6 separate regions of the Mus musculus genome follow, and regions 1, 2, 3, 5 and 6 are each linked to region 4. The links are chromatin contacts, called in public Hi-C and promoter capture Hi-C maps. All regions are on one chromosome and are shown on one strand. The core of a region is the stretch at or near the end of the contact, and the rest is flanking DNA. Distances in the headings are between cores, read along the strand shown.

Region 1 (4,597 bases), core at 212-2,711, 800 kb before region 4:
AGTTAATCTTACAGTCATTCTGGCAAGCGTTCTCCAAATGGATGTAAATCCAGAGGCTCATCTCAGAGCCAGTAACAGTGGGCCGCTTCTGGGAGGAAACAGGAGAACCCACTAGCTTTTGGACAGAATGCTCATCTCATTGGGAGGCTAGCTTCCTCCCCTCTCTGCTGCCAGTCTAGCGTCTTAGTGGTTTCTTTCCTTCTCCCCCCACCCTGCCCCCCGACATCGTGCTTTTCTGCTGATGTAATTAGATCAATTGTGCCAAGCTGGATTGAACTGAGTGCTGCATGGGACAAATGTCTAGGCAAAGTCATTAAAAGCCATGGGCCTTAACGATGCCTTCCCTGACAGCTGCTTTGTCCAGTCCAAGCTAGTTCAGGAAGAGGCCAACATGTAAAAGGAACGGAGTGGGTTTGGGGAGTTTCGTGGTCCTGGGAGGAGGAACCAAACTGCAGGAGCATAAACAAGCTGCAACCCCAAGAAGTAAGCTGTGTGCTCAGTCACCTGTGGGTCACAGCCAGCCCTAGGGGACTCTTAAGAAAGAAGAAATGTTGTGATATCTCCAAGATAGTATGCGATAGAAATTTTGATGATGTTGATGGTTTAAATCTAAAGCTTTATGGATCCCAAATACATTAAGTGGTTGACTTTCTGAGAGGGTCAAATAAGCCAGCCGAGAGGCCTGTGTGCTGGTCTTGCAATGCCAATGTCTATCACTAGAGGGCACTACAAGATCGGCAACCAATTTAAGCAAAGCCTAAGCCCGCCTGCAGTTTCCAGAGGGATACAGAGAGGAAGAAAGCGGAAAAACCACAGGCAGGTGTGTTCTTTGCTTAAATCATAACCTCTGCTCCAAAACTTAGATCCGTTCCACTAAAGGAATCTCCAACTTAATTGGGTGAGAGAAGGTGGCTGCTAACCCCAAGGGACATCTGGGACAGAGAATTAGGGGAGAAGAGGCCAAGAAGCAGGCCAGGAGGTCAGGGGAAACACCCACCCACACACATCCTCACTCCCCCACCCACCCCCACCCACACCCCCTGCCTCTCTGCCTCCTGGGAAGTGAAGCCTTGCAGAGTTGGCTTAGCAGCAGCTGCCGGCTGAGTACTCACTATTTGGCAGAGTCTGACAGCTGGTACTCCCTCCTCCTGTCGTAACACTCCTGGATTCCGGGATCCAGCCACAGCTGCTTGATGGCTGCCACCTGGTCTCTAGAGAGTGCAGTGACCTTGTCTACTTCCACTTCCCTGATGATCTGGGCATTTTCCTGTCCAACGGAAAGGAAATACCACGTTGAGCACAGAAAAGCATGACAGATAAGGGGATGATCTGGGGTGGAGGGCTCTGACAGGTGCTGGGCTGTGCACAGCCAAACCCTCAGAAACCAGAAGACTAGGCGGGGTGATTTGGTTGCTCAGTCTAGAGACGTGAAACAGACCGCACTAGACCTGCGCCTCCAGTCCAGCAATAGCAGAGGCAGCTGCTCAGACCCGGCACCCAGGTGTGAACAGAGACACCCACGCCCTGTAGCCACTTTCACTTTTCCCACTTTCTGTTCATTCCAACATCTATGTAGCCAGCAATGGACATAAACTGTTGTATCAGTCACAAACCAGGATTGTTTGGTTAGAAGTGGACTGGCCCCAGGTGTAAGAACAGGGACACACTCTCTCTGTAAACGGAAAAATCAGTGCCAACTGTCACCCTGCCCTTTTTCTCCCTCTTAAGTTTTTTTTTTTTCCTTTTCTTTTTCTTTGTATTTCTTTGAAGTAGATTTTACTTTGTAGAGCAGCATTAAGATTCAGCAGAAATCTTCAGCTCAACAGAAAGTTCCCATATGCCAGCCACGTAGTCCTGTGCATCAATCAGCGCACAGTTCTTTCCCACCTAGGAACCACTCCCAGATCACCTGCTCTGCACGACAACTACTAGACAGTGTTTATTGTAGCTATTACTCCGTTAGCACACTAAGGATTACAGGCAGGAGCTCTGTGAGAGTGTATGCCCAGTGGATACTTCTCACTTGCAATCCTAGCGCATATCCATCGCACCTGAACCTCTGCATGTGATTCCTTCCACTGTCCTTAGCCAGAGAGCGTGATCCAGGGTCCTGGAGGGCCTTGAGTAGAGCATAGGTACTGTCCCCAACCTTCTGGCTTCCCATTGCCGCTCTGTTGTTTCCTCTTGCCCTATGACTGCCCTCTACCCTCTACATCTGAAGTGGCCATGTGCCTCTGTCTTCAAACAAGTCCGGGAAAACTCCACAAAAGCAGAGTAAAAAATCTCACTTGTGCTTTTATCCAAGAGTTCAGCTCCTTTTCTGCAAGCAGTTGGTGCTTTCTTTGATAATGTGAGCTCAATAAACACATGTGGCACATGTATCTATGTAGCATGTCAGAAATCCACAGCCATGGGATATGACTAGTGTGGGGAGACGCCTTGCAGAGAGGGGGGAGTCCACAGAGGAATCTGGGGATTCACGGTGGTGCCTCTCAGCCAGTTACCTCGCTAACTCCGCCCCTTCTTGCATGTCATGCACCATAGGCTGTTTTCTTAAATTTAACAATGAAGTCCAGCTTTGCTGTTGAGAATTAAAGCCAAACAGTTGACAGAGGACTGGGTGGGGCACTGCCATGCTACATGGCAGGGGGGGTGGGGGAGGATGAGGGGAATAGAGGGATGGGGGAGGGGGAAGGTTGGTCAGCATCAATGTATGCCCAGGAAGCAGATGAATAAAGTGAGCCTGCTGGTCTTAAGAGTCTCAGGGAGAAGCAGTCAGACTGGAAGACAGAAGAGTTTGGGAGCAAGCCAGCAGTTGCAGAAACATCACCGATGACCAGGCTCTCATAGAGAGTTCAGCACGGACGTGGATGAACGTGGCAGAATAACTCGTTATTTTACACAACTGCAATATACTAATAAGAAGGGGAAACACAGGGCTCAACAAGAACTTTCCTTTCCCCGATTCTCAAAAATCAACATTTTTGCTGCTGGAAGAGGGAACACAGAAGACAGAAGTATGTCACACGGAAGTTCCCAGGCCACCCGTGAAAGGGCCACAGGTGAAGTGGTGGTGCCTTCACCTAGGGCCCTGGCTTCTGCTGAGTGTCCCTGTCAAGTACAGTGAGCTTCTAGTTGCAACCCAGCAGGCTGCCCAACCCGCCAGGCCCTCATCACAGGGGCTGCTCCTCTGTCAACTGCCCAGCACAGCAGCCATCTCTGCGGGGCCTTTTGTTAGGTAAGTAAGGGTTTGTGGTTTACATTTGTCTATGTATTTTAATTGGCAAGTTGATTCTACATAGTTATGGTATATATACCACATGTTCTCTTGACCTATGTAAATAATGTATATGGCTAAGCCGAGCTATTTAAGACGTGTGTGTGTGTGTGTGTGTGTGTGTGTGTGTATGTGTGTGTTTGTGTGTGTGTATATGTGTGTGTTTGTGTGTGTGTATGTGTGTGTGTGTGTGTGTGTGTGTGTGTGTGTGTGTGTGTGTTTGTGTGTGTATGTGTGTGTGTGTGTGTGTGTGTGTATGTATGTGTGTATGTTTTTGTGTGTGTGTGTGTGTGTGTGTGTGTGTGTGTATGATCTTTGCATGGTAAGGAACACTAAAGAGCTACTCTCTTGGCAATGTTCAAGGAAATAATACACCATCACTAACTTAATCACCAGGATGTATGGGAGGTCTCTTGAACAACTTTCTCTTTTCCAGATGATGTTTTAATTAAAATTAAAATTAATATTCATTGGTATGTTATCAATGATAAAAAAAAAAAACCTAACTAGATACTATGGGAACGGTCTATTGACATTCACTATCCATAAGTGCAGCAAGCTTTGCTTTAAAAATGAGGTTAAAAATGTATATATATTTCAAAATGGAAGTTCTCTGCAACACAGGATTGTCAATTACAGTCTCTGATCCATGTTTTCACAACTCTGCCCATGTCCAGAGTCCGCTGCACACTCTACTAAAGCTTGTGAGTGAGGCTTTGAGGCTCCACAGCCATTGGTTTTTGGAGTCTTGCAAGCATTGCTACCAAGGAAATAGCAGGCAGCTGTGCCAGAGGTGCTCCCCCTATAATTCACATGCACACATGCACAGCTATAGTGAATGGTGATAATCCACATAAGAGGCAGGGCCTGTGGCCTTGACTAAACTGTAATGATGGCTTCTATCTTTCCCGTCTACATGTCCCTGGGCTATAGCTAATTATGAGAAGACACTGGACCTTTTGGGACACAGAAGGGAAGTAGTAGCCACCGAGCTTGGAAAAGCAGAGATCCACTTCAGCTTGCACACACTCTGGCTGGCTTTCTAGTAGACCTCACTGGCACGAGACAGCACTTAGGCCCTCAGCGTTCCCAAGCAACTGCTGAAATCATGCTCAGTTTCTCCGAAGCCTGGTTCAGCTTCATGGCCTACATAGACACATGGACAGGCCTATGGGAGAGCGTGCCTGCTCTTCCAAGTCACCTGCTCTGTCACCATGGAGAGGGTAAGGTCTACACCCTCCCCATGGGCTACAGTCCCATCCCCCACTTCACATCCAGTCTTGCTGACCCATAGAAACTTTACACCCTCACTGCCAGATA
Region 2 (4,574 bases), core at 949-3,448, 930 kb after region 4:
AAAAAAAAAAAAAAAAAAACAGCTCCTGCAAGCTGTCCTGACCTTCGCACAAGCCCATCCCCACAAGTAAATAAGAAAATGTAAAAATTAATTAATTAATTAAAAGCAGTCTTTCTTCAAGGTTTAACTTGTATTTCTTGTTGTTTGAGGAACACAAACACACACACAGAGAGAAAGACAGACAGACAGAGAAAGAGAGAGATACAAAGAGTTTGGGTGGGAGTGGGGCTTGATGATAGTAGCTCTATTCAGAGTAGGAGGCAGAAGAATGAGAGAGGAATAAGAATAAAAATCATTAGAATACTTTATATAAATTATAAGAAACTGTAAAAAAAAAATTCTGAACAGTCTTTCTAATATGTTGCCATCTTTAAAATTATTTAAAGGGAGAGTTAGGAACAGACATGAAAATGCTAATAGATGTTTGTACTCCCTGAGATTTTAGGTGACACCACTCTGCTCGTTTCTTTCCATGTTTTGATTTTTCTATCGTCTACATGTGCTCTCTGTGTTTATTTACTACAAATAAACTCTGGGTGAGACACACTGTAACCTGAGAAGCTAGAGGACGCATGTTGGAATTATATGAAAGAAGATGGTCTGAAGAGCGTTCTGACATGGCTTTCCAGTTTGTTTTGTGTCTTGACCTCTTAATCCCTTGTAGTCTCCTGTCTACAAAGTGAGGTAGGCTGTTTTCTAATGTGGTAAATTATAATGTACCCCGGTAGTGTTAGGGAGTTGATTACCAGGATCTAGAATGTTCTCATTCAAGCACAGTTAGATAATAAAACATGGAGAAAAAAAGGAAAAGAAGATACCATCAGGATCAGAGGACAGGGAAAAGGCTGCTGTTTGTGGGACCAGCATCCAGGCAAGGCAGATGAGCAAGGGACTGCCCCCATGCCATTCCAATCAGCCATGCCTTTCACATCACTGCTGGCTTTGTTGTCCAAATGTTAATAGATTTCCAGAGAGAGAATTCTTCTAGTTATTCATTTCTGAAAAATTACAGAATAATGGTTTACAATGTATTGTGGTAATTGCATAGGAAGCTAACTGCTATTTTTCTTAATAAGGTTGACCCTTTGAGGCCTGGCATGAAAACATTTCCACAAAAGGATGTGCATGGTCCTGGCAGGGTGGAGGAGGGGCATCTGTCTTGTTTGGTACTTCTGTCTGTCTTCTTTCCTTTTTTTTTTCTTTTCTTTCTGCTGCTATGACTTCTGCTACTGTGACTGCTATTTGTTTTTGTAATTGTTCTTCAAAGGCTTCCGGCAAGAAAGCTGTTCTAATTGTGCAAATCACAGAACAGCTGATCACAGAAACGGTCTCAAGTCATCTGTGCAACCACTGACTGAACTTTCAAACAAGCTGGGGGCGCTTCCCCCAATCCCCTGAGTCCAGCATCTGACAGTGAACATAAAGCAGCCGCCAAATGAGATACTGAAACAGTTGTGTGTCACTAAGCCAGTGATTTGATCTGAGCAGTCAGCAATCACGCTGCCCTGGGCTGCAGAGAGACTTGCACTGCACTGATGCAGGCTCCCATAGGCAGGCTCCCTGCCTGACTTGTTACCATGGTTTCCAGTGCAGCCTGGTCTAGTGAGAACGTTTGTCTCGTTGAAAGCAGTTAATGCTGGGTTCAAATCTACCCTCTGCAGCTAAAGTGACATGAACCAGGCAAATCACACAGAACTTGTTAAATGAAGCATTTCCTGTTGCCTTAAGATTCCAGTTAAAGCCCAAGAAAGCAGTTGGTACCTCCCACTGCTCATCCATGCAGAGCTAAGAGGTGGCTTTAAATGACTTGATGACTCATAGCTCATCACCACAAATGAGAGCCTAGGGACGAATTGAGGAGAATAATCAGTGTGGTGGGCAGGCATGGGCATCAGAATACTGTTGTCTAAGGAAATTCCTCAGGAGGGGAAGAACAGGATGTTTTCTACTGCTCCAGTTATTCAACAAATTTAGACTGTCCCTATCATGTCCCAAGCATATTCAAAGTACTGCAGACACAGTAGTGAAGACAAGCTATTTTCATGAGTAGCAAAGGCTCTCCTTGAAGGTGCAAGTAAGCTACCAGATTGAAGGGAGGCAGGTTTCTTATCGACAACCCCAGCCACACAGCTACCAGACACTTAGGAGCAGCCAACCCTTCCAGGCTTGAGTATGAAATAGTGTGAGTTTCTCTCTGAGCAAACTGAAGGCTGAAAAGGCATGTGGGTATGAGTTGACCATGCTCAAGGACAGTAGAGCTCCTTAGACCAAGGCATGAAGGATTCCTGCCTTAGACCTTAGACTCTCAAATCCTCTGCTCTTATGAAGGCATTAGTTTTAAGGATGGCGAACACAACATGTTTTATCAAACCATTTTTAACTTGACTTGGATGGTCAAACGGGCTGACTATGCAGTTTGGAGTTTTGTTTATACTTCTGCCTAGGGTCCCACAAATGTGAAAGAGACAGAGAGAGAGGAAAAGACACAGAGAGACAGAGAGAAAGACAGACAGACAGACAGACAGACACACACACACACACACACAGAGTTAGAATTTGGAACAGAAATATAAGGGGAGATTTGGCAGAGAGATAGGAGAATCAAAGTCAGAGGTGAAGTAGTGTCAGGGACAAAGACATGAAGAACACTTTAAACCCTTTCACATGGAATTTGGACATGTGCCTTAAGTGGTATTCAATTGCTAAGAAGCATAAACCAGCACCCTGCCAAATGCCACTGAGGTCTGCCCCCTATTGCTTCTTGTTGATTTAGCCCCAGAGAAAGAAGCACCAACAGAGCAATACTTTTCCTCACAGCTCTTTCCAGAGCCTGAGTAGAGACTGGAGTTGAGAAAGGAGAGAGGTTTTTGAATAAGAGGTTGAAGTTTGGTTAAGATTTAGTTGGATTTGAAAAACCCAGAAATTAGATTATCTGAATATCAAAGAGACTTGAAAAACTACAGGATTGGCAAAGTGTCTCAATGGGCAAGAATAAAAGATTGAACTTCAGGGATGAGAAGGTAGGAGGGAAGTCACAGGAGTCACTGATCTCCCTTCAGCACAAACCATCTCATGGGCAGAAGACAAAAATGCAGGCAGCACACACCAGCTCACACGGATGCTATAAATTAAAGTTGAAATCATCAAAGCAGATTTGTTTTGTCTCATAATGTCAGAGCGATTTTGGTCCATCATGGAAGGGAAAGTTTGGCAAAAGTCTAGTTCATGGTAGCAACAGTGTGTGGTAAAGGCTTTCCGCATTACAAACAGATCAAGAAGCAAAGAGAAAAGCAAGAACCAGGGACCAACCTACAACCTTCAAAGGCCTGCCCTCTCAACCTCATTCTGCCAGACAGGCTCACCTCTCCTAAAGGTTATTCAGTCTCTCTCTATAGCTCCACAAGTGGGAAATGATTGCTTAAACTATGAGACTATAGGGGGGAAATTGGGATTCAAACCCTAACAGGATTTTTTTTCTAACAAACATTTATTTAAAAAAATTATGCGCATGGGTGTTTGACCTACAGGTGTGTCTATGTGTGTGTCCAAGGAAGCCAGACAGAGAGCAAGATCCTCAGGAATTGGAGTTACAGATAGTTATGAACTGCCCTATGGGTGCTAAAAAACAAACTATGTTCCTCTACAGGACCAATTAAGTGACTCCTGAGCCATCTCTCCAGACCCCCCCCCCAATAAAAGCCAAGTAAATGAGTTATGCTTATGAAGAGTCATAAAGCCCTGAGGAGTGTGTAGAAGGTGCCATGAGATATTGTGGGACATCCAACAGATACAGGAGCTACAGATCTGCTCTTATTGATGGAGCAATATCTAACTGGAGACCTAAAAGACGAGTGAAGGGACCCAAAGAACGGCAACATTCTATGTCAAAGCACAGACGCAAAAGAGTAAAACAGGTGGTTCAGTAAAGCTGTAGGCCAGATCAGGTGAGGCAAATGTTGACTGGGCAGGGTGCAGAGCTTCGAGGACTATGAAGGGCCATTGACATCCTGCTAAATCCAAGGCACTGGTGTTTCTCCTGGCCCCAGGATGATAGTGAAATCTGAGACTGTCAGACACATACTTGTATTTGAGAAAAATCTCTTTCCTAGGAAGGTATATAAAAGACACAGTGTATTAGCTGCTTTCCTTGGGACTTGTGTCAATGTCCCTGACTTGGTAAAAGAAGTGTATGTTTGGGTTCACAGTTCAAGGGTATTTTGCCGAATGATGAAGCCATGTTGGCAGGAGCCTGAGGCAACTGGTCACATTGTCTTCACAGTACAGAAATGGGGTGAGAGGGGGTAAATGTCAGTGTTCATCCATCTCTCTCTCTTCTATACAGTCCTGGACCCAGAGGATGGAAGGGTGTTATCCACATTTAACATGAGCGTCCCACCTCACTTGGTCGTCCTAATCTACATAATCCATCCCATGCTTGTCTAGAGGCTTGTCTCCTAGGTGATTTTAGTGCCTTTTAAGTTGACAATGTTAACCATCACAGATGGCTTTAACTAGTGGGATAATGAGATCTATAAAGCTAAACCATGGGTAATTAGGGACATCTCTTAATTTTG
Region 3 (4,460 bases), core at 1,674-4,173, 910 kb after region 4:
AGGAAGAAAGGAAGGAAGGAAGGAAGGAAGGAAGGAGGAAAGGAAGGAATATCAACCAATCAATTACTCTAGAGTCAGCTTGGGGGAAGAGGAGACATGTTCCCAAAGAACTTTAGAACTTTTACAAATAGAACTTAGGTTTCTTCCTTTGTGATATAAAAAATAAGAATATATGCTCCACCCACAGGAGTGCTTGAGAAATAAATTAAACAGCTTATGTAAAATACCCTATCACAATGCCCAAAATATGGAAAATATCTACTAACCATTGGGTGCAACTATGCAATCTTTTCTCAAAATTAGATTTTGAACAAAATTACAATGACATAATGCATATAATAAAGTCATATAATTCCTCACATGACTAGAACTGCTGCTGTCTAGCTATGCTCCACGCTGTAGAGACCAAGCTCATTCCTATGTATTCTCATAGACCCCAACAAGAGTCATGAGCAGAGCAGCATTTCCATTTTTAATTCCTTCTTAGGCATTAAATAAACTCAGAAAGGGTGTCCAAGAGTGCCACAAGGCTTAGACAATCATATAAACAGAAGGTGTGGAAACGGGTGAAAGCCATGATTACCTCCAGTACCCCAGATCCTCAGCCCCAGTCTTGTGGTCACACCTGAGCCACCTCCTACTGTACTAACGGAAAGTCTCATCTTTTTGGTGGACATCCATGTTATTTCACTGACATCTGTCAAATGTGCATGCGTGGTGAAATCCTCAGGGCTCCACAGCTCCCCCGGCCAGGCTTTCCCCGGTCTGCTTAAGAAGCGTGCTCCCTTTTGAACAGATGGCAGACAATTTGCTCTGATTTAAACACTAACTCAGACTCTGAGATGAGAACTCCGGCTACATTCCTGATGTTCAAACCAAGCCCTCTGGTGTGGACACCTTAACATAAACTTGCAAAGAACCCACATCTGAACCAACTGTGTACTTAGTACAGACATTATTTTGATATCCAATGATGAAATCTGCACCCATGCAGACCTTCAGTGGCAAAGGGTTGTGGTCCACACTGAAAGGAAAACATGCTTTTTTGGGTGGTCTATGATGCTTAATAAGAACAGTTAAAAAGGAAAAGCATCTCCTTTGTGAGATGGGATGGGAGGGAGATAGAAGCTTCAGGCTTTCCCCACAGGAACTCTGCTTGCTGCTATTAACACAATTAACCTCTCATTGTTAATGACCAAGGTCATTTCCCATGGAATCATCAGGGCAGTTTCTCACTTGAATGTGTGTGTTCTCTCTATCTCTCCCCTCCCCCCCCCCCCCCGCAACACACACACACACACACACACACACACACACACACCAGGGTCTCGCCTGTAATCTGTAATTCCTGCTTGCTCGACTGTGGGCGTTTCAGGACATCCCCTCACAGTTATGAAACTACTGACCGGTGGAGCCTTCCCTGCAGATGGATTTCATTCAGGACTTGAGCTATTATATTAATGGGTTTAATTTAAACAGGACTAGCCTCGCTGGCCAAATTACTGCCATTTAAATCAATTGGTTTAGGGGAAAGACAGCCTGACCAGAGCTATTAGACTTCAATTTATTACTGTATCGGCTTTTAAACCGGGCAAAGTAAGTTTGCTAATGTCTGTCCTCTGTCCCCTGAGCTCAAGTGCAAAACAAAGTAATGAGATTCTCTGGAGTTTGAAAAGAAAAAAGAGAACGTGAAAAAATATATATTAATTTTGAGTCACTGTCTCACGAGGCCAGATAAGGTGCCCCCCCCCCCCCGCAGGAATCCCCATCATAAGACTCTATAGATGTCTTTGATTCCCTTCATTAAACTGAGATTCAAATGACCTCACAGATGTATTACTTTAAAAAGCCTTTTTCCTTGGATCTTTCTTCTTCATGAAAAAAAATAAGCACGGCTTTTTTTTTTTTTTTTTCCTCTCCCTCACACGCACATTTCAACCTGATTCAAATAGAGAGGCAAAGGGGGAGAAAATGCTTTAGATGTGCTCTTTGATTTTTTCCAATCTCGCCTGAATAAAATGGAATGAGAAATCAAGAACACTCAATTAATTGCAACACTGGGTGTCACTAGGAGAGGGAGGGGGAGATGAAAGGCGCATTAGAGATGCGCAGCCTTAACAAATGCATGGATTCAAAGAAGGAAGAAGACGGAAATAAAAAAGCGTGTCTGTATTTTATTGCACTCGGTAAGCTTTTCGCTTGTATTTATAGCTGCAATTATATCTCAATGAGGTTTGTCTACAGTGTTGGCTTCACGCTAATTTTCCCCCTCACTGCATTCTTGGAATAGGCTCGGACTGTTTATGAACCAGACATATTGACCTCATTTACAGCTAGCAGTTTAAATCCATAATTTTTCCACCCACAATCCCTCTTTGACATTCCGGCGGTGCGGCCGGCTCAGCGAGACTGAACTAAAAGTCTCACACTTCATTGAACACCATTATGCGGCTTTATGCTTATGAGCCTGTTTCCCTCGGCTGCCTTTCAGCTTTGCTGGAGATCCGTTTGGCCACAGGCCGGCAGTGATTAAGTGGAAGAATCCAATAAATCACCCTGTCAGCCAGCAGGCTCTCCTCACTGTGTCTACACATCGACATTTGGATTTGCGCCTCTCTCCTCTCTCCCTCTCTCTCTTTTGATTTTCTATCCCTCTTTCCCTCTCCTCCCCTCTTCCTACAGTGCCATTAAAACACCTCTTTCCCTTCACACAAGGTGAACTTGAACTGCTATTGTGAACAGGGTTCCCTCTGAGCCCTCTGGAGAGACAGGCTCCTTTGATTTGCAGTTCCCAGGTCCTGACTTTCCCTCCCCCCACCTTTCCAATTAATTCACCCCTTAATTCTTAGGCCTCGAGGAGGGGGATGGAAAGGGGTGGACCATCAGAGCAAGTGAGAAAGAGAGAGCAGAGTGCTGAAATACCCCAGCTTCCCGTCGGCTCCCTGGCCTCTGGGGAAGCCACAGCACAAGAAGGGGAGGGGAGACTCTCCTCGTAGACTCACATCAGAGCCTTGGCTGGTCTAGTCATAGTCTTTTCGGACCAGTCTTTTCCTTGGGGGTGCACGTGCTGAGTTCACTATTAATTAGCCACGCGCAGGTTTCCCCCGACTATTCCAAGTTGGGTCTGGAAGAAGGATCCAACTCAGGCCTGACGAGCCTTTCCTGGTGTTATCAGCTGAGCGTGTAGGCAGCAAGCTCCCCTCTGTTCTCACTGGTGAACTGAGTTTGTGGAACAGCCTCTTCTTTGGCTTGCCTGGTAATTTCCTGACCCTGTCTCTTTGGTATTCTCTGCATAGCCACAGTTGTCTTTTGTCTGGGATTATTTCTGCACTGTGAGCACAAGCATTTGTTTGATGTCCCAGACATCAAATATACTGTACACTCTCTGAGTGGCCAAAGGAAGTTGGATTCTTGCTTTTGAAAATTCCACTGGCAGAAATGACAAAAGGCAGTATGAACTCCAGACACAAAAGATGGGACAGAGGATGACGGGACCAGTCTGGGGTAGGTACAGCCTTCTCTCCTCCCTAATAGCATGGAATAGAGAAGCGCCTTGGCTATGCTGTGGGTATGTGTAACCGCAGAAATAGCCTGTGAGCCAGAAAGGAAATCGATACAGTCACCAAGGGGTGGCCTGCCTTTGTTATGGGCTTCCAGTCAGTGTTGGGTAGGAAGAAGATCTTACAGAGAGACAAGGATGCCTTTGTGTCCATGCCTCCACCTCTCAACTGATGCTCAGTATGTGTTTCTTACTTCATGTTTGCATTTTGTAAGCTGCCTTCTGCCTTCTGCAAGGTAGCTACATGGATAAGCAGTTAATCAGGACATTATATAGACCTTCAGAAGGAAACTACGAAAGAAAAATGCTCTTACACTCTTCCTGGTATATTCCCCATACCTGACATGCGATAGGAAGTTAGCAGATGTAGTTTCTTCTAAACTCCTTGTTGGTATTAATGTCACTATGCCTCCAAACTTGTATTTTGAAATGTTAACTCCTTAGGTGGTTGTAGTAGAAAATGGAGTCTGTGAAAGACAATTGGGTCATGGGGTGGGACCCTTGTGGATGGGATTATCGTCCTTACAAAAGAGTCCCAGAGAACTCTCTCGGGCTCTCCACCCCAGACTTGCGGGCTCCAGAGAGGTGAGAAATTTCTACTAGTTACAAGCCACACAGCCTGTGGTACATTACCATACCAACCTGAACTCACTGAGAGCTCTATACACAGTGATGCATGTAAATTTTACTCAAGAGAAATGGATATGGCCCTTAGGGATCAGCAACTATCATAGTCTATTTACCTTCCCAATTTAATAGCCAGCAGCTCCTCTATCCCACCCTCGCCACCCCCACTGCTTGCTTTACTTAGCCTTCTCCCTCTTTGTTCCGTACACTATCATGGATGAGTGAACACAGAACCAAAATCCAAATCACTGTGGGGGAGACAAAACTCATTCCA
Region 4 (4,306 bases), core at 891-3,390:
AACCAATTATTTTTTGAACTTTATGGCTTTAAATAATCCCTTGCTCTAAAATTCCCTGTACCCCTCAGCTACTTAACCACAGGCCCCTCTGCCCTAAATCCTTTTCTTATACTTTGTAGCTTTTTAAGCAAGGCCCCTCTTTAAGAAGACATAATCCCTTCTCTGTAGAAAACATGAAAGACCTTGAACAAATCAAGATTTCTCCATGGAGAATTCAGTTAATCCTGCGCTTATTGCCTAACAAGGAAATCCATCTCTCCACCAAGCACGCCATTACCCGGACTAATGCCTGACTTGAATAACAAGCAAATTATTGTGCTTTTAATTGTACCCTGCCTGGTCACGAAGCACATCTGAGAGAGGGATGTGGCATCTCTTCCCGAGAAACAGGTCAAGCCTCTAATCCTCCTTTTCTTTTTGCCTTCCCCTCCCCCTCCAACCCTTTCTCTTCCCAGCAGCAGAAGGGGGGAAAAAGACAGCTAAATTATGTTTAAAATGGAAGAGCTAAAGAAGAAAAAAAGGCAGTAAATACTGACTTGGGAGAAGGAGAATTATCCTCTGTCTCTGCGGTGTGGCTCATTTGAGAACAATCAATGTTATCATAACCCCATTACCAGAGGGCGATCTCTCTCTCTCTCTCTCTCTCTCTCTCTCTCTCTCTCTCTCTCTCTCCCTCTCCCTCTCCCTCTCCCTCTCCCTCTCCCTCTCCCTCTCCCTCCCCCTCCCTCCCCCTCCCCCTTTTCTAAACCAGACTCCTAGTGCATCTGTGCTATTGACAGTTTGGGCTGGATAACTCTCTGCTGTGTGTGTTAGTGGTGGGTCTCTCCTGAATGCTGTAGAACGCTCAACACCTTGTCAAGTTGTGTCAATCCAAAATGTTCCAATATGATAACAAAGACTCTTGGATGTCATGCCAGTCACCCTGATTGAGAGTCACAAACCAAACCCAACATATTGCGATGGACTGGTTGTATATGATCGTCCATCTCTACACAAACGCTAATCAAATCAGGATTTTTTTAAAACTGGAAACCAGGGAGGCAATCATGTCCTTCATGTATGTAGAACAGAATGAAATAAAAGGCAGCCGAAGCATTTGTTGTCAGGAATAGGGGAGTTGCTTGTTTCAGGATCCAGGATGCAAAAAGACTTGGCATTTGATCCTCAGTGCACAGACAAGTGTCTCTGAATGCAGGAAGCTTTTGAATGCCCCTCCCCATCTTGCAGTCTTAGAAACTGGGCTTGTTTTGGGTGGGAGAAGGATGATATGAAGGTTTACAGCGTAAGAACCATTACCCAGAAGTGCTGATACCCAAGATAGTTGAGGTCGGATGGAGAAGTGGTGAGCCTCAAGCTCTTTCAGACAATGCCAGCCAACCATCCTGAGACCTGGAAACCAGCATCACGGAAAGCGCCCCACAGCGGAAGTATTAGTCACGCGCTGCACTGCACTTAGAGTTGCAACCTTAGAGGAAAACGCCGTCTTACTCCGAGGTACAAAGAATCAGCTTATTTTTAGAACTTACTAGAAGCTTTGTTGTCTGTCCTTTAGTGGCCTCGAGCAAATATGGGAGAGAAAGGCATTGCCGTTAACCTCCGTGACCAATAGATGGCGGTGTATCTCTTCCTGAGAAGCCAGGCTTGGCAGCAGCTGGTAAGACCTCCTTAAGCTAAGGAAGACAAGTGCCACTCGGTGTCCTCTGGAAGACAGGCATTTCCTCCCATTGTTGGCACAAACAGCTCCAAACAATTGTACTGACCACACACCTTCAAGCCACATTCCGGGGTGCTGCTGGCTGCCCTGGAGTGAATGCCAGGAAAACGAACCAAGCTGCTAATTTGCTTGATTGGGGGGCGGGGGGGGGGGGGAGGGGGGGAGAAGGAGCGGGAGAAGGAGGGGGAGAGGAAGATCTTGAGTAACAATGGGCATGATTTATTTTTCCAACACGAATAGGGGCAATGCTATTTTAGCCCCTCTTCCAACTGCTGAAGTAAATGAAAGCAGCCACCTAATTAGCCGGAATCACTAGCTAGCAGAGGAAAAATTTCTGCTGCGACTCAGGCTGGGGTGGGGAGTTGGGAGAACCGGGTGTGATGTTGGAGGAGGAGAATGGGTGGGAAGGAAAAGGAGGCCAGGCGAACAGAAGGCTTTTGTAGAGCCCCTGGCTGCCTGCAGTCTGTGGGCTGAGCTGGCCCCGACCCTGAGAGAACAAGGGAGCTGTGGTTCTTCACATTCATCTTCTGCAGGCGGAAAAAGCATCTGCTGCAAGACCGGTCTCTGAGTTGATTTTTAAAGTGCTACCGGTGTAGATGAATTAGCTTGGGAAAGAGAGTCCAGCCCTGTGTCGTCTGGCTGACCTGCTGGTGGGCTGTACCAGGACCCCGCAGGAAGGCTCTCTGATGCACCATTAGGGACATTTCAGGCTGATCTGAGACCAAATTTGGCTGTTGGTCAGGAATGAAACAAATACCTAGTTATAGACTGATCCTGACTAATTGTCCTTCTCTAGCAGGACATATGCGCCATCCCTACAAGGGCAGTATCAGGAACTATCAGCACAACAATGGGCAGGTAGGCGCTGTTGAAATCTTCCACTTCACGAACTGAAGTGCTAATTTATTTGTTCAGGGATGACTTTGGTTTTTTAGTTCGATATCACTCTAATTGAAATACTTCACTAATGCGATTTATCCCAACTGTAAACTGTCAGTTCCCACAGCTGTTGCCTTTTTTCAAGCAATCTGGCAAATGTGTACGGCTAAAAACACAACCTTAGGAGATTGAGAAGGAGCCTGCACAATTTTCTTCCCCCCCCCCTCAGCTGGCCCACATCACCCCTCCCCCCCCAGCCCCGCCCCTGAAAACCTTTGAAACCACACGCTCCTTTTCCATAGCCACACCCACTTCGATTTTGGACAGATCTGCTGTGTTTGGCTGATCAATGTCTGTCCTTCGTCTTCTAGACTTGTACCTGGTTTTCCTCAGGGGACATGTGTCTTTAGTGAGGTGGACTTTGGTCTTCTGTGCTGGGGTGGTGGACATGTTATCCAGATGTAATAAAAATCTTTATATTTCCACCTATTTTGGGCTCCTGATGGAGGGTCTTGCTCAAATTAGCAAAGCAACAGCCATAAAACCGAAAGGAGACCCAGTTAACTTTGAATTTTAGATAAACGATTATGTTCTTTTATTAAAGTGTATCTGAGATATTATATGGAACACACACACACACACATACACACACACACAAACCTGTTGTCTATCTGGAATTTAAGTGTAACGAAACACTGTATATTCTGCCCCATGATGCTATTTCTTCCTAAAGAAGTATTTGACCTAAATTGGTCAAACTAGAATCAGACTAGGACTTTTACAATAGCTTTAGAAAAAAATATGCTTAAATAAACTCAAGAAAAATCAGTTGAGCTACTGAAGAGGGAGGACCTGTGCTATGACTGTTAGTGGCTATTTCTCCTACTGTGTGGCAGCCAATGCCATGAAGGACAACCATGTCTCACTTGACCAGGTGGGTGAGCTGCTATTGAAGCTGGCCCTGTGCTCAGAGAAGAGAAGGTGACAATGGCTATATAGAATCACAGCTTTCTGCCTCTTGAAATAAGCCAATAAAATGTCAACCCTGGGTTGTGCCCACTGGGCACAGCTGTTTAGTCAAGAGAGTGTTGAATGGATGTCAGACAGTGCAAATAGCTGATGCCAACAGAACCCTTCTATTATTGCTCCTTCCTTCCTTCCTTCCTTCCCTCCTTCCTTCCTTCCTTCCTTCCTTCCTTCCTTCCTTCCTTCCCTCCTTCCCTCCTTCCTTCCTTCCTCCCTCCCTTCCTTCCTTCCTTCCTTCCTTCCTTCCTTCCTTCCTTCCTTCCCTCCTTCCTTCCTTCCTTCCTTCCCTCCTTCCCTCCTTCCCTCCTTCCTTCCTCCCTCCCTTCCTTCCTTCCTTCCTTCCTTCCTTCCTTCCTTCCTCCCTCCTTTCCTTCCTTCCTTCCTTCCTTCCCTCCTTCCCTCCTTCCCTCCTTCCCTCCTCCCTTCCTCCCTTCCTCCCTTCCTCCCTTCCTTCCTTCCTTCCTTCCTTCCTTCCTTCCTTCCTTCCTTCCCTCCTTCCCTCCTTCCTTCCTTCCTTCCTCCCTTCCTTCCTTCCTTCCTTCCTTCCTTCCTTCCTTCCTTCCTTCCTTCCTTCCTTCCTTCCCTCCTTCCCTCCTTCCTTCCTCCCTTCCTTCCTTCCTTCCTTCCTTCCTTCCTTCCTTCCTTCCTTCCTCCCTCCCTCCCTCCCTCCCTCCCTCCCTCCCTCCC
Region 5 (4,722 bases), core at 71-2,570, 850 kb after region 4:
CTCAGTGATGAGATGGTCTTTAATGCTCCTCCCCGACATACTCCTTGCTCTGACGCTGATTCTGAGATGGAGAATGGCCTCCCACCAGTCTGAGCACAAGGGTGTGGCGTCACCCGCAGGCTTGTTCCCCTTAACTCTGCTCACTTCTTTGTATTCCGTCATTTCATTAAATGCTCAGGAAAAAGCCTGTCTGTGATCCTGACTCATACAGAGAATTACAAGGTCCCCTACTCAGTCTCAAGGAGCATGATTAAGAACACAATTGAAAGTCTCCAGGGCTGCAGGGATAGTGCAGGGGGGTGGAGGTGGCAGCGGGGTTTCAGGGAAGACAGGCTCCTTGTTCTCTTGCACTTGCACCAGTCTTCGATCCTTTGAGCATTTGTACTTTAACCAGTGCCTCTGGTGTTCCTGCACACTTGCAGACAGGTGGGAAGCCAGTGCCCCCACACAATTCAGTTGCCTTCTTCACCTGGGTGAATTCTAATCACTGGAGCACACATGGCAGTTATGAGGTACGTGCATTTCAGGATTAAACGTGAGAGCGTCCTAATCTGTGCGCCAACATTCACCCAGCTGTGGCTTGCCTACCTAGTTTTCAATATTCAAGAGACTGTGGTCTGTGTTCTGGTGGTCATCAGTCCAGCAAGACTGCTAGCTGGGTTTTATTCGTAAGTGAGGTGGTGGTGTTCTACCTTACCATAAATAAATAGAACATCTTCACACTGGTTTCTGTCTTCTAGGATTACAGTAACTAGAACAGACTCTGAAGAGCAGTTTACTTATAGAAACAGGTTGACAGCCAGGATGCTCACCTCTGTCCTTCCTCACAGCCACAGCCACCAGCTTTCTGCTGTGTCACACTATGGCCTTAGCTGTCACAGAGCAGCGGGGGCTGGGAAGAAGCTTGGCTACAATCCCTGCAATTAGAAGCTGACCCTGAGATAAAAGTAACCGGAGGGCTGTACTTAATTGAATTCAAGTGACACTGTTCAAGCTCAGAAGGCAGAAGTGAGGGATACTGCTGCCTCTCAGACACAATAGCAAAGGCCCAGAACGGCTTGTTATTAAAACTACTGAAAAGTCCTTTCAAAGGAAAAAAAGCTGCTCTTTCCTACCTCTTAGCTAAGAGTGATTTTCCCCCCATTTTATAAAAATTGTGGTCCAAGTTTCATGAGAAGGCTTTACAAAGTTATCTTTAACTCTGTCAGCATTGCCAGTGTCAAACTCCAGTGAGGATGATTGTAATGTAACGTTAGCATTTTGTTGCACAATAGGAGATTTAGAGGGGAAAAAAGGGGGGTGGGAATGAAAGGACATAACCACAGAATGGTGAAGCTTCACTACTGCTCACGGGAAAGCCGTTGGTCTGGTGGTGTGGTAATGACAGGAACATAGGGAGATGAAGCCTGGCAGAGGTTGAAACCCTAGAGCTCAGAACAGTGGCAGAAATATCATATGACTGATTCACTAGCAGCAATGATGTGGCTTAACCTAAACCTAAAGGCAGAGTGACTACATTTTTAACCAAATTCTTAAAAAGTGCTTGCGCAAAGCCCTCTCCAAAGTGTCTTAGTTGAGAATGTCTGTATCTAACTCTGCTCTAGGAAGCAAGCTCTGGAAACAAGAAGAAAGGAAAGAAAATGTAAAATGTGTATACTAGATGAAGCATACAAAATTATAATAAATAGTGTCAGAAACAAGAAAGTAGGGCCTCTGTTGTGAGGAATTGTTTTATTCTTTGTGAAAAAAAAAATCATAGATGTATTCAGCAGAGCAAAAGTAGGGAAACATAACATTGACAATAGAAACCTCAACACTTTCAGAAGAAAATGTGAACCCAGGAAGGTGGGCAAAATGTAGTGCGATGGTGCCTAGTCACTATAGGTAGCAGAGGATAAGGGTGGATGACAGTCATCAGAGAAACACCGGGCTTAGAAAAGCTCGGTGGGATGCATTAAAATTCATGTTTGTAAAGGCACTTTTAAAATATTAAGAAATGTTTTTACTACAGCAAGCGAGAGGAGGTCCTCTCACAAAACTTCTTACCTGCCTCCCCTGGGAAGACAACTGATTACATATCCAAATGAGCTAACCACAGGCATATTGCGTCTGACCTTTGGAAGAACACTTTTGATGCTGTGCTGTAGAAAGGGTGCTCTGTCAGACAGCTATTAAGCTAGGAGCAAGCACAGGCTTTGGCTGGGGAGGTATAACTCTGTGAGCTGTGTCATATGGAGACAGCCGGCAAAGAGCCATGAAGCAGTCTCCTCCGTGTACTAACAAGGTGAGCCAGCCAATCTTCAGAAGCCGGGATGCAGGGAGATTGATGGGGAAAGCTCTATCACTGTCTAGGGAAGATCTCCTACCCAGGCAGTCCTTTCAGTCTGTGGCACTTGCATGGGGGTAGGGGTGGAGGGGTTTCAGATTCTTCCTGATAGATTTGCACTTTCTTTAATAGTATATAATAGTATACCAAGTTTACATAAGAGTGCTTCTGTAGCTTTTGTTTCACCATCAAAATGCCAGGTAAACATATCTTGACTTACCGGCAAGAAAATGAGATTCACCAAGCCCCACCACCTACTTATTCCTGGACACACAGACCCACTGTGTCTAGTTAATGACAATGTGTCCTTGGCATGCCCTGCCCAGCTGTGGATGAGGTTGGAAACTGGTTTTCAAGCAGAGCAGTGGTGTATAGTGCTCCTCCATCTTTAGGTTCCTAATTCTAGCTGGAAATTTGAGGAATAATGAACAGACTAAAAGCAAAACCTAGACTGCATACCAGACTATGTGAGTTAAAAATGAGTTTTATGCGTCCAAATCACAAAGGAAAAGAATCTTATTTACTGATATGTAAAACATATGGAATGAACATTTCAGCATCCTATAAATAAAATTGTATTAGGACAGCCATGTCCCTTTGTTTGTTTATTTAATATGCGTTTGAGGCTGGAGGAGATCAGAGCAGGAGACTTACTTTAGATTAATGGTTTCCAATCAAACTTCCTTCATTTTTCTTTCTTCTCCCCCCACCCCACTCCTCCTCTTCCTCCTTTCTTTTTTCTATCTGGTTTTCTTCCCACCCTTCTTTCTGGTTCTCCCTTCTTTCCTTCCTCCTTTATTTATGTTAGTAGAGTCCCAGAGCTTCTTCCCATAGAGCCTTGCTCTCCAAAGTGCAGCCAAGCACTGGCCCAGAGGCCCCTTCAGACGGAGGGAGCCCATGATCGGAGCCTTCTTTCTCTCCATCCAAAAGGAACAGACACTAGAGAACACACAGCCTCCATTTTCTTCCTATTTTCATATGCACAGTAACCTTCTCAGGTATTTTCTTCCCTGCTAGACTGGTTCCCTCTTGTCAGAAATACATCTTTCTCCTGCCAACATATGGCACTTGGCAGAACTTGATAAATATTAATGCCTCAAATATTAGTAGTTGTTAGCAAATTCATCACAAAAAAAACTTAGGATAGCAAAAACTCTTCTCAAGGATAAAAGAACCTGTGGTGGAATCACTATGCCTGACCTAAAGCTGTACTACAGAGCAATTGTGATAAAAACTGCATGGTACTGGTACAGTGACAGACAAGTAGACCAATGGAATAGAATTGAAGACCCAGAAATGAACCCACACACCTATGGTCACTTGATCTTTGACAAGGGAGCTAAAACCATCCAGTGGAAAAAAGACATCATTTTCAACAAATGGTGCTGGCACAACTGGCGGTTATCATGTAGAAGAATGCGAATTGATGCATTCCTATCTCCTTGTACTAAGGTCAAATCTAAGTGGATCAAGGAACTACACATAAAACCAGAGACACTGAAACTTATAGAGGAGAAAGTGAGAAAAAGCCTCGAAGATATGGGCATAAGGGAAAAATTCCTGAACAGAACAGCAATGGCTTGTGTTGTAAGATCAAAAAATGACAAATGGAACCTTATAAAATTGCAAAGCAATTGTAAGGCAAAAGACACTGTCAATAAGACAAAAAGGCCACCAACAGATTAGGAAAGGATCTTTATCAATCCTAAATCAGATAGAAGACTAATATCCAATATATATAAAGAACTCAAGAAGGTGGACTCCAGAAAATCAAATAACCCCATTAAAAAATGGGGTATAGAGCTAAACAAAGAATTCTCAACTGAGGAATACCAAATGGCTGAGAAGCACCTGAAAAAATGTTCAACATCCTTAATCATCAGAGAAATGCAAATCAAAACAACCCTGAGATTCCACCTCACACTAGTCAGAATGGCGAAGATCAAAAATTCAGGTGACAGCAGATGCTGGCGAGGATGTGGAGAAAGAGGAACACTCCTCCATTATTGGTGGGATTGCAAGCTTGTACAACCACTCTGGAAATGAGTCTTGCAGTTCGTCAGAAAATTGGACATAGTACTACCAGAAGATCCAGCAATTCCTCTCCTGGGCATATATCCAGAAGATGCCCCAAGTGGTAAGAAGGACACATGCTCCACTATGTTCATAGCAGCCTTATTTATAATAGCCAGAAGCTGGAAAGAACCCAGATGCCCCTCAACAGAGGAATGGATACAGAAAATGTGGTACATCTACACAATGGAGTACTACTCAGCAATTAAAAACAATGAATTCATGAAATTCTTAGGCAAATGGATGGATCTGGAGGATATCATCCTGAGTGAGGTAACCCAATCACAAAAGAACACACGTGATATGCACTCACTGATAAATGG
Region 6 (4,318 bases), core at 1,471-3,970, 520 kb before region 4:
GAGGCACAGTCTTTCTATATAATTATTTTTCTATGGAATGGCTCAGAAGGTGAAATACTGAAGACACAATTTGTGAAGCAGAAAAGAAAAGACAACTGAGAACTGTATCTCTCACTGCTCAGGAAAGGCCACCGTGGGCAGCTTGTGCCTGCGTGCCCCAGCTCCAGCGTCTCATGTCCCACCATGGCTTAGCAAGCAGGACTCAGGAGAGCTCGGGGCAGTTTTGTACTTTATAATGGCTTGGGGGAAGGGATTTACTTTGTAGCCCCAGAAGTGGGGTTTCTAGTGTACTACGTATATCCTCCTCATTTGTGCCTGCCACATTTTGGATGGAATAAAGTAATATCTAATCTCTTTATTTTCCACTGAAATACTTCATATTCTCAGCAAAACTGATGGAAAATGGGGGGTGGGTGGGTTCCTGTTGTATTATTCCATTCATTTAACCTTTTAAAAAGAAGCACCAGGGCTTAAGCAAATTTATATTACAGAGTAAATTCAGAGAGTTAATTATAGAAATAATTTGTTTTGTAAGACTGACTCTGAGTGGCTGCTGAGGTCATTCTGAGAGTGTTGCTATGGTGATGGCACAGGCACATTGCCAAGGCAATGCATGTGTAAAAGGTAGCTGGCGGAAGATCTTTCCTTGATGTCAGAGACAGGAAGAAGTCATGGTATACATGGGACTTAATTATCTGGGAGATAAGCCACATCTAAGAGTGCTTTAGAAAACGTAGGTTTGCCTGTTTAAGTCCTCTTTACTCCTATCTTATAGGCCTTTGATGACTTTTTGCTATATTAAGACACCAAATAATTTGGAACTTGTTAATTAAACATATTTAGCCTTCTTCCACATGCTCTCAGATTCAGTGGTCAGGGTCCATGACTAGCTTTTTCTGTGGCTGTTTTACCAGCACTCGGCAGGGAGCCACGGAACATACGCTCAGTGTGTTGCTCAAATGAAAACTATTTTATGAGAAATGCGCAATGGCTAGGCAAGTAGAGAACTCCTTAGGAACCAGCCCAGGAGCCAAGGGGCTGTTAGCTACCCATCCTTATGTGATTACACTTCTGGGACATAGCTCGCCTGCATTATGTAAAAACTAAATTCTGAATTAAAACGACTGACAAATTTCAATACAACAGAGGAAGGGCAGCACTGGTTTAACTTCATTTAGAGATATGCTTCCTGACTTCAGCCCTGTCCACGGGATGACGTAACTGGTACAACCACACTCACCAGGGTACAGCTTCTCCCCTGGCTTTCTATCCAGTCCAGTGACAACCGAGGAGGCTGACCCGATCAACAGACATGTCTGAGAGAATCTCCTGAATGGAGCAAAGTTATATAGGGTTCTGTTGGTTTTCAGTAAAAGGAAGGGAGGGCAAAGAAAGAGCTAAAGTAATCTCACAGTTCCTCTCCCACAGCAACAGAGTCACCTGGAGTTTAATGGCACACTAGACTTACAGCTTTATGGTAGAAGCGAAAGATATGAAAGCTCTTGGATAAATTCATGGGCTATGCAAGGAGTTTGCCCAAGATTTTATTTGGGTTAAGTCATCATAAAATTCCAAGTAATAATCCCCAAACATCTCCCTGTAGCATGTTTGAATACATGAGTGGATGAAGGCAGCCACGCCCACTAGCTTGCTTTCTTGTTACAATTAACTTCAGGATCATCTCTTGCTGTAAACAATAAAGTTTTAAGTTTAGAAAAAAGGAGCTATACCCATGCTTTGAATTATTAAAAGTAAAGAGTAAAGCTGAGACTTCGGTAAAATAATATGACCAAATCAAATTAAATTTGACTTTTTTTTTGCTTGGGATATGATTCTAAGTGATCATTAATTTTAATGATTGTCTGTCCATAGCAAATTTGAGCTACTGTGAGCATAAGAGTAACTTTGAACAACTCAATTGTCCCTCCCAGTTTTAAATGAAAGCAACCCAGAATAAGATTTGGCAACATATAAGTGAACTAGCTTTTTTTAAAAAAAAGTTTTAAAGAAAAAGTTAGAGGCATATAGACAGACCTTAGCAAGTACACCATTAAGAAAAAAGGACCTGTGGGTAGTAAGTAAGAAAAGAAGTTTCTGGCATGTGATGCAAACCCAGCTAAACACAAGATAAAACAGTGCCTTGTGGCATTAACAGCATGCTCACTGGGCAGATATTTGGCACTGGGGGATTTTAACCCCTATTAAGTGTCTCCATGGCAAGGCTGCCATGTTACAGATTTGCAGTTCAAGTTCGATATGAAGATAAAATCGTGGCACAGAAAAATGATGCTGGGTAGGCTTCATATTTTTAATTATTAAAAAGAAGGTTACAAAAACTAGGTCGCCTTCATTAAAAAAAATTAACAAGACCTCATTGTGAGAGGCCCAGTCCCTTGGGAGTAGAAAGCTAGATCATGCCATGAGATCCTATCTGACTGTCAGAAAGCAGCGAAGGCAAGGAAGAAGCCCAGACACAGCTCTGTCCAGAGCTGGATGAGCACAAAATTCCAGAGAAAAAGAGTTAAAAAAACAAAACAAAAAACCAAACCACTGGAACATTGTTAGAGAGACCTTTAAAAAATGGTTTAGTGACAGTTCTGAAATCTACTACCCTGAGACAAGGTTCAAAGCAACCCAGGTCTGAAGGCCTGGATGGAGCGGCCCTCCTCCCTCTGATCTGATTGGCCAGGAATCTGGTTCAGCTTGTTAGCTGAATGCAGTTACTCATTACACAAGCACTCCCGTCTCAAGTGAACTCAGTGGGTAAAAGGGAAGTAAGCGTTCCTCATGGCTAGTGCTCAGTGACCGGTAGCATTTATTACGGGTAGTTTTGGACATAACGTTGTTTGCTTTTCATAGGAAATCCCAAGTGCAAGGCAAAGGCCACAAAGTAGTGTTATGGATCCCGATTCTTCAGAACGTTATCTCAGGGGAGAGTAATCTCCACAGTAAAGAGAAAGGGAAGGGAGAATGGGTCCCGACTCTCTTTGACAAAAGAACTACAACAATTCACAAAGTATTTTTTCCCCTTAGCAAATATCCTGAGTATCCTGAAAAGAACTTAGCATTTAGGAAAGAGACTCAACATATTAATTCTATATACATACTGTTCAAAATGATTATCAAAGAGACCAGTGGGACCGAGCAACTCTGTGTGCCAGGCAGACCCCAGTGTTGAGTCCAGGACAAGGCCAAGAGCAACAGATTCACAACTATATTGCACAAAGAAACAGACAAAGCCTGTATTAGATACACACACAGCCAGGCACAACAATGCACACCTATAGCCCTTACTACTGGGGTGGGGAGAGGGGAGCTAAGCAGGATTGTTTGTGGCAGGGAGCCTGAGGTACTGTACTGGTGCAACACAAATGGACTGTCTCTTAAGTAGGAAACAAAAGGAAACAACAAAATCCAAAGAGAGAGACAGAGGAAGGCAAAAGAGGCCCTTAGTTCCCCTACTGAGTTTTTCTAATTTATTTTCTTGTAAGACAGCTTTCAAGGGTGTTGATTAATTCTGACCCAATTCTGAAACACCAAGAAACAATAGAATGTTGCTTCTTATCTGCCTTGCTGTGCAGTGACTATGCTTAATTCAGATAACATATACCTGTTTAATGAGAATGTATTATGTTAAATTCTAATTCCGCGTGTCTTTGATGGGAGTTGGTGGCTGGCACAAGGAACTGGTATGAAAATACATTAAAATATACTTCTTTGCCTTAGGGATGTCAGACTACCTGGGAAGCAAAGATAGTACAGATGAATCAATTGAGAAACAATTAAGTACCCAAGTGTAACTTGCTAACTAAGAATGTAATAAGAAAGGATAGGTGATCATGAACTGCAGTAGGGAATTATGTGCACAAAAGGGTGGGGGATGCTAGAGGCAGAAAAGAGAAGAAATAAGAGTAAAGAAATCAGAAATGGCACAGAATTTTCTTAGTTTTTCAACTAATACCTTTTAATCAAAGTCCATGGTAAACCAGAGAATAACTTCTTTGAAAGTGGGAATGAACCAAATGATAAAAGACCTAAATCCCTTCCTAAAGGAGTGGTACTGTAGCAATGAGTACAGTTGTACTGCACATACCCACTGGTGATATGAACAATGGGCCTATGAGAAGTCCCACTGACCACAGCTGAGAGCTAACTCTAAACACAAGCCAGTTTCCTAAGGCCATATTATTTTAACTTAGAGGTTTACTCTGTAGCACCAGGCCCTGACATTCAAGCATGATGACCATGTCCAGAGACTGATGGATGGGCCATCCTAATTTGACTTAACATATAACAAGACAACATTGAACCTATTGAT

The links. Promoter capture Hi-C pulls out the DNA fragments that hold promoters and counts their contacts. A called contact is a pair of places that touch in the nucleus more often than the background predicts.
Region 1: a contact with region 4 is called in a Hi-C map of the N1E-115 cell line, with 6 times the contacts expected there.
Region 2: a contact with region 4 is called in a Hi-C map of the N1E-115 cell line, with 7 times the contacts expected there. A contact is called at or near these places in 1 of 39 promoter capture datasets (hippocampal neurons), 2 of 484 Hi-C or Micro-C datasets (the N1E-115 cell line and cerebellar granule neurons) and 2 of 9 other capture datasets (embryonic tail and embryonic trunk).
Region 3: a contact with region 4 is called in a promoter capture Hi-C map of hippocampal neurons, with 5 times the contacts expected there. A contact is called at or near these places in 1 of 39 promoter capture datasets (hippocampal neurons), 3 of 484 Hi-C or Micro-C datasets (cerebellar granule neurons, cerebellum and cerebral cortex), 6 of 130 datasets of targeted methods (astrocytes, differentiating embryonic stem cells, embryonic basal ganglia and 3 more) and 1 of 9 other capture datasets (embryonic trunk).
Region 5: a contact with region 4 is called in a Hi-C map of the N1E-115 cell line, with 21 times the contacts expected there. A contact is called at or near these places in 3 of 484 Hi-C or Micro-C datasets (the N1E-115 cell line and cerebral cortex) and 2 of 130 datasets of targeted methods (acute myeloid leukemia and astrocytes).
Region 6: a contact with region 4 is called in a Hi-C map of the N1E-115 cell line, with 8 times the contacts expected there. A contact is called at or near these places in 1 of 484 Hi-C or Micro-C datasets (the N1E-115 cell line) and 1 of 130 datasets of targeted methods (microglia).

What each region holds. Positions count from the first base shown.
Region 1 is chr19:16,595,610-16,600,206 of GRCm38.p6, reverse strand. Gna14 (guanine nucleotide binding protein, alpha 14) reads right to left here. Exons shown (of 7, transcript NM_008137.4): 3 at 1,113-1,267. Among named protein-coding and RNA genes, the nearest start is that of Gm41811, 14 kb to the right of the region's middle.
Region 2 is chr19:14,868,580-14,873,153 of GRCm38.p6, reverse strand. No RefSeq gene overlaps it. Among named protein-coding and RNA genes, the nearest start is that of Tle4, 270 kb to the right of the region's middle.
Region 3 is chr19:14,888,889-14,893,348 of GRCm38.p6, reverse strand. No RefSeq gene overlaps it. Among named protein-coding and RNA genes, the nearest start is that of Tle4, 290 kb to the right of the region's middle.
Region 4 is chr19:15,799,350-15,803,655 of GRCm38.p6, reverse strand. No RefSeq gene overlaps it. Among named protein-coding and RNA genes, the nearest start is that of Gm24319, 120 kb to the right of the region's middle.
Region 5 is chr19:14,952,764-14,957,485 of GRCm38.p6, reverse strand. No RefSeq gene overlaps it. Among named protein-coding and RNA genes, the nearest start is that of Tle4, 360 kb to the right of the region's middle.
Region 6 is chr19:16,324,518-16,328,835 of GRCm38.p6, reverse strand. All of the region lies in intron 3 of Gnaq (guanine nucleotide binding protein, alpha q polypeptide), which reads right to left. Among named protein-coding and RNA genes, the nearest start is that of Mir496b, 12 kb to the right of the region's middle.